2 separate regions of the Mus musculus genome follow, and region 1 is linked to region 2. Evidence: chromatin contacts called from public HiChIP or PLAC-seq data. All regions are on one chromosome and are shown on one strand. The core of a region is the stretch at or near the end of the contact, and the rest is flanking DNA. Distances in the headings are between cores, read along the strand shown. Region 1 holds the start of Kcnh8 (potassium voltage-gated channel, subfamily H (eag-related), member 8). Region 2 holds the start of Rftn1 (raftlin lipid raft linker 1).

Region 1 (2,772 bases), core at 204-2,703, 2.4 Mb before region 2:
AATAATTTTCTTATTGTCATCTAATAAAACACAATACGAAAAGGTAAAGACTGGATACCTCTAAGGAGTATTTAAAAAAAAACACACACACACAGCTACAAAAAAGGAAAAAAAAGTGAGCAAGCCTTGATGAGGCTAAATTTTAAAAACAAAATCCAAACAAAATCAAAGAGTACTTCACCTTTCTAGCATGTAAAACTTGCCCAACTCTTCCAAAAGATTAAAATCTTGTATCCCACCCTTTCAGAAGGGTCTGCGCGTCCAGACAGTCTGTGTGGAAGTGGAAGGAGATGTTAAATCTCCCACGGGCTCCAAGAGATGCACGGCCACAATATAAAATAGAAACACCCTGAACTGCTGAGAAAGCTTTTAGAATGAATGAGTCTATATGAGTCTTATGAAACAGACAGGAAAGGGGCCACGAGCACACAGAAACTTCCTATAATGAAGATGTAGGTATCCTGGTGGGACCTACTGCCAGCATTTCTTAAGGACAGGGCTATAACCAATTACAAGATTCCCAGGCTCCAGCACAAGAAGCCTGGAGGAGAGGACCTGACCGTGGTCCTGAAAGATCCCGGGCTTTTTCCAGAAGGACAAAAAACACCTTATCTGCACTCAGAATTTTTTTTTCCCAGTCCAACACAAGAAGTCGGATATTCAATACTATTTCACTTCAAAAGACTCTGAAACTTTCCCTGTGGTCGAATTAGTCTTCACAATGTTCAACTCCTCCTTCTTCAATAGTCTTTCCTCAAGTGTTGCGGTAATTTCAGAGTTAAGAGGGGAGATTCTGAGAGACTTCCAGCACTCAGAAAAGTCTATGGACAGCTCACACCTGGCCTCCATGAATCTACGCAGGATTTCTTAAATTCGAATGAAAAGTCATAGGAGTCTGGAAAACCTCCAAACTCTAACCCGGGCAGCGTCAGAACTCTAGAAAAATAAAGTGCACAGCATCTCACCCTGCACCAAGCTACTCAAGGTACAGCACAGCACAGGTCCCACCGCGAGTTGTTGATCATTTTCAGACCTGTGTTTCTGTGTTCCAGACCTAGGCAATCAAGTGATCCACCTAAACCAATACCAAGTGCTTTTATGATTTGTGTGTGTGTGTTGGGGGAATCTTGTTTTATTTTGTTTCCTTTCTCCACTAAAAGATACCCTGGCTACCCTGACATGAAGGCAAATTATTGCGCGGATGGAAACAGAGGAGAGGGAGCAAAAGTCGAAGAGAAACCCATCCTAGGGAAACGGGCAACTCCGGCAAGCCCTACTTACGTGTTCCGTCGAAACGGGTGGCAATAGTGTCCAGGAAGGTGTTCTGTGGCGCCAGTAATCCTTTCATAACCGGCATTTTTCCAGCGCTGTGTGAAATTCCCCATCAAAGTTTGTCCACAAGGATGGCTCTGTAGGAAAGTGCCAAGCTGGAAGAAGCCACCAGGAGCGTGATGACGGCAGGGGCGGGGGGCCAGGCGTGCAGAGGATGGGGCCGGGCAAAAAAAGGGGGTGGCAGCAGAAGGAGCTACTCCCTGGCCGCTGCACTGTGACCAGAGCAGCCCGTGATCATAGCTCTGAACCCGCCTCGTTCCAGGCGTCCTCCGCCGTTCCCTCCTCCTTCTGCACAGACACCCCTAGGGTCTCTCCGTAGAGCCTTCGAGAGCTCACGGTGGCCCGGGGCGCCGCGCCCTGACCCGCGCTCTAGGGTCGTGGAGGACGGCGCCCCATCTGGGGAGACTGCGGCGCTAAGCCTCGAGTACCCCCAGGGACGCTGAGGAACAGAGAAACGCGAGCCAGAGCAACACCCGCCCCCCAGGAACCGGGAACAAAGACCCCTTTGTTCCAGCTCTGTCCCTCTCCCGGGAGACCAGAGTCCCGTGGGTGTGGTGTCGTGGAGAGGAGGAGACAGGTCACTGCAGGTAACCCGCCTCCGCCTAGAACTTGGGAGGGGGAGGCACCCCAGCGTGGTGTCCTAGGTAGCAAAGGCAGCCTGGGGCTCCGGAGGGAGGTGCCCCCCTTCCGGTGCACCTGCCATTCCCAGCTCCAAGTCAGCTGAATGCCTGCCACTCTGATTACCAGGGTCTCTCCAGGTGTGAGGTTTTGTAAACTCTCCTTCCTCAGCTCTGAAAGGAAATTCAGGTACACTCCCTCGCCAAATTCACTTTGCTGTCCCCCCAACCACCAAAACTAAAAGGGAAAAACCCCTCTTAAATGGGTAATGCTTTCCCACTCTCCCATGAAGTGTGCATAGAGTGTTTCTAGAAAGTTTGCTTATTTTTATTGATTTATAAAATACGTGGAACTAACAGAGGGGAGTTAGGTTTTTTTTTTTTTTTGGTTTTGCTTTTTCGTGTAAAAACAGTTTCAAAGTGATCCCCTCTCCACCGCGGCAAGGGTCCCCCCAACCCCACCCTCAGCCCCTCGACTGGTTGGGTGCTAGGAACTGCCGGTTTTTCAGAAAAACTAAAAGCGGTCTCCCTGCCCCTTTCCCTAGGGCTCAGGAGGGGACTCCCTCTCCACCTACATTCTCCGAAAGAAATCCACCCAAACCTAGGGTGCATCCCTGCGGGAGGGCAAAGGGACCTGCGGAGCCCTGGTTCCACTGAAGCCCTAGCAAGGAAGAAAGGGAAAGTTAAGAGACCAGGAGAGAACAAACAGAAGCCCAGGTGCTGCTGCACCCGGAAAAGAAGGAGGGAAACGCGAACAGGTGTCTGCGGTGCTGCAGCAACCGCTGGGATCCCTCCTCCAGGATCCGGGCGTGGCAGCAGGTGC
Region 2 (3,121 bases), core at 98-2,597:
GTTAGGTTCTGTTAGGTGCTGTTTTCTCTCTGTAGTGACCATCAACGGTCCTGAACACTGGTGTAAGAGTCCTGATTTCCAGGTCTCAGCAGGATCTTTAGCGGAAAGGCACCCTCCCTCCCTTTGACTTCATAAATAAATGTTCAACACTGGGGTGCCCTGGACCCCTGTCCTGGCTTATTATTTCCAGACATGAACTAGGGATAGGGAAATGTGGAGAAAAGTGGGCGGAATGCCGGGATGGGGTGGGTAAATAGGCAGAGGAGTAAAAAGACAATTCAGGGGCAGAGTGATGGGGGGAGTAGGAGAGGGCCACAGGGAAGAAAATCCCTGAGTAGCTCTCACAAGAGGAGTTCCTGTAAACAGGCAGTGCTGCCTCCCCCCTCGCGCATGTTTCTAGTACCAGAAGGACCTCATTAAAACACAGGGTCTAGATCAGCCAGCCCTCTGCCGCGTGTAGCTCCAATGCCTAAGGACCCTTCTTTGCCCAACCAGAACAGGGTAATCAATTAAATCTCAGCCCCTTATGGTAATGATGATAATAACGATAATCGCAGAATTATAGAACGCTTCCAAGCATTTTCCATTTAATAAGACACAAGGAAGTGCTGGTTGGCCGATGAACAGGCCCAAAGTCACCCCCAGTCACTGGGAAGTAAGGACAGAAGGCAGCAATCCATCCTGACCATTTGTCTCTAGGGTTCCTGCTCTCAAGCCCTGCACGGTAATTCTGTTTTGTTTTACTGGCCTCAAGGAGACAGGATTTCACACTTTCACTATGGTAAAGCAGCCCTGTTTTAGGGAACAGCCTTATGGATTCTCATTGGGGAATCCATTTTGCTAGGCTAAGATGACCCAATTGCATCAGGATCTCAAACCTTTGGATACCTGGATAAAGTCGGGAAAGAGGCTGAGGCCAGTGGTACTATTTCTCTTCCCAAGCACTACTTTCGGAGAGATAAACCTGGGAGCAGAAGCTGCCTGGGGACGTTCCCACCTGTGGAATGGGTCCAGAATGGATCTCTTTCTAGCTCTCCTCCCCGCCCTAGCCATCAATCAGCACGTTGATGGCCGTCGCCTTCCCAGTATTTTGGCTGCCACCTTGGTGCTCTCCTAAGCAGGTCCCAAAACCCAAGCCTGGGAAAGAGAGGTGGGGTTAGGGGGAGGGGGAGGGAGAGCCCGGTTGCGCGGCGCTGGCGACGCACGGGGCGGACGGGTCTCTCGTGCGGGGCTGCCAGGGGCCGCTCGGCTTCCCCCAAGAAGATGCAGCACAGCATATTTTGCACATGAGTTCAGAGGAAGAGGAAGTGTAGCGGGCGGACGCGCGGCGGAGGCGGCGGCGGCGGCGCGGGGTGGAGTGGGGGCGGCGGGGCTGGAATCAGAGCGCGCAGGGCGCAGAGCGCAGCGAGCGGGAGCGCGGCGGCCACTGGCTCTGGAGAGGTACCTGTGCGGCCAGCGCCGGAGGGACAGACGACAAGCGAGCGGCCGCGCCCCGCGCTCTGCCCCCACCCCCGGGGTCGCGTCGTCCGCGCGCCGCCCTGCTCTGCATGGCACAAACTTTCATCCCGGGACACAGCACGCTGTCTCCGCCCGCGCCACGGTCACCGCTGCTGGTCCCCTAAGGTAGGTGGGCGTGCGGCGGGCCGGCGAGGTGGCGCGCAGAGGCCTGGGTCGCTGGCTCTGCTGGCCCGGGATCCGGGTGAGCAGGCGACAGCTCCTCGTGGCACCTCGGGGGCTCCGGAGCTGTTAGGCGAGCCCCCTGGTGCAGGTCGCGTGGGGATGGGGACAGATCGATGGGACGCCAGATTCTGGGCCAACTTTTTTTCCCCCGATGAAGAGGGGGAAAAAAAGCAAAACAAACAAGCGAGAGAGCGTTGGGGTGAGAGGTCGCCTGCTGGGGGTCCTGGGCTTCGCAGGCGGAGGTCTGCTAGAAGGACGCGGAGGGGAGCTTGGAGGCTACAGGTGGGTCAGGACCCGGGGCCTTAGTGGGTACTGGGCCCGGAGCAGATGGGAGTTGCCACCGCCCACGTGCACCCGGAGACCTGGGCTCGACCCAGGGAAGAGGTGTGCGACTCTTGAGAGCAGGCAGGAGGGTACTCGGTGGAAATACTGAGAGCTAAATCCCAGGCACCAGAAATGGGGCTTTTCTCCTCTGAAAAGGGGATTTTTTTTCTTGCCTTGTTGTAACACACTTTTCTAGGCATGGGGCACACCAGGATGGGCATGGGGTCTGGGCGAGGAGGAGGGAGTGTGTATTTAAAGAAGCCTGACTGTCAGGCGAGTGCGCCAGGTCTACTGGCATCACTGTCTTTGGAGGCCAGAATCGCGCAGAGGGCAGGGTTAGCCCCGCGCGTGCTCCCTGATGCCTGTTGGCTGCTGGCTCTCAGCTGCCCCCTGTGGGCGGTGGGTGGTGTGAGTGAGTTTGTTTAGGGGCTTACAAACAAAAACTATTTTTTAAAAAGAATCTGGCACAGATCTTTGTATATGAGTGGCTGCCTAACTGCCCAGCAACAGACCCTCTGTTCATACAGCTGTTTTCAGAAGGGGCGCAGGGAGGTGGGGTGGGAGTGGGTGGTGGTGTTAAGGTCAGAACAGGTGTCTCCCAACGGCTACTATGGAGTGTCATCTCAGGATAAGCCTTTTCCAGGAAGGAAGCCCAGGGTGTAATGTGAGTGGCCTACAAACCCATGGGTAGGGCCATTGAACCCAGCATACCCGTGGCTGCCAGGATTCCTAATTTGTACCTTCTGACCAGCTGGATTCTGAGGAAGTTCAAGTGACACCAGATGTCACCAGCCACTCATCCTCAGGGGTTAAACAACGAGCTGTGTGGTGCTGTGCTCTGACCTCAGTTAAGCAGTGTTACCTAGAGTGAGCTTGCAGACTCTTCTGCCTTCTGTAGAGGTTTCATGAGGTCCGAGCAATCGCAGCCTCAAGCTGGGGAAGCCTCCCTGTGCCTCCATTAGTGGGGTAGGACACTGTGTCGTTTTGTCCCGTCCCCCCGACCCCCATCGTGGACAAGGGACAAATGAGGCAGATTGCGTAGTTAGCTAATCGATTTGGTGCAGGAATAAATTGGGGCTACTAGTCAGTGAATTTTTTTCTCTGCCTCTGGAACAGG

What was found. HiChIP or PLAC-seq counts read pairs in DNA pulled down with a chosen protein or histone mark.
Region 1: an H3K27ac HiChIP or PLAC-seq map of large pre-B cells shows a contact between it and region 2, with 5 times the contacts expected there. The contact joins the promoter of Kcnh8 here to the promoter of Rftn1 in region 2. A contact is called at or near these places in 2 of 115 datasets of contacts at active chromatin or transcription factors (large pre-B cells and thymic regulatory T cells).

Annotation. Positions count from the first base shown.
Region 1 is chr17:52,601,390-52,604,161 of GRCm38.p6, reverse strand. Kcnh8 (potassium voltage-gated channel, subfamily H (eag-related), member 8) reads right to left here and starts at 1,453. Exons shown (of 16, transcript NM_001031811.2): 1 at 1,282-1,453. The coding sequence starts at 1,357. Gm27217 (predicted gene 27217) reads left to right here and starts at 1,502. Exons shown (of 2, transcript NR_155517.1): 1 at 1,502-1,919.
Region 2 is chr17:50,188,723-50,191,843 of GRCm38.p6, reverse strand. Rftn1 (raftlin lipid raft linker 1) reads left to right here and starts at 1,347. Exons shown (of 10, transcript NM_181397.2): 1 at 1,347-1,623.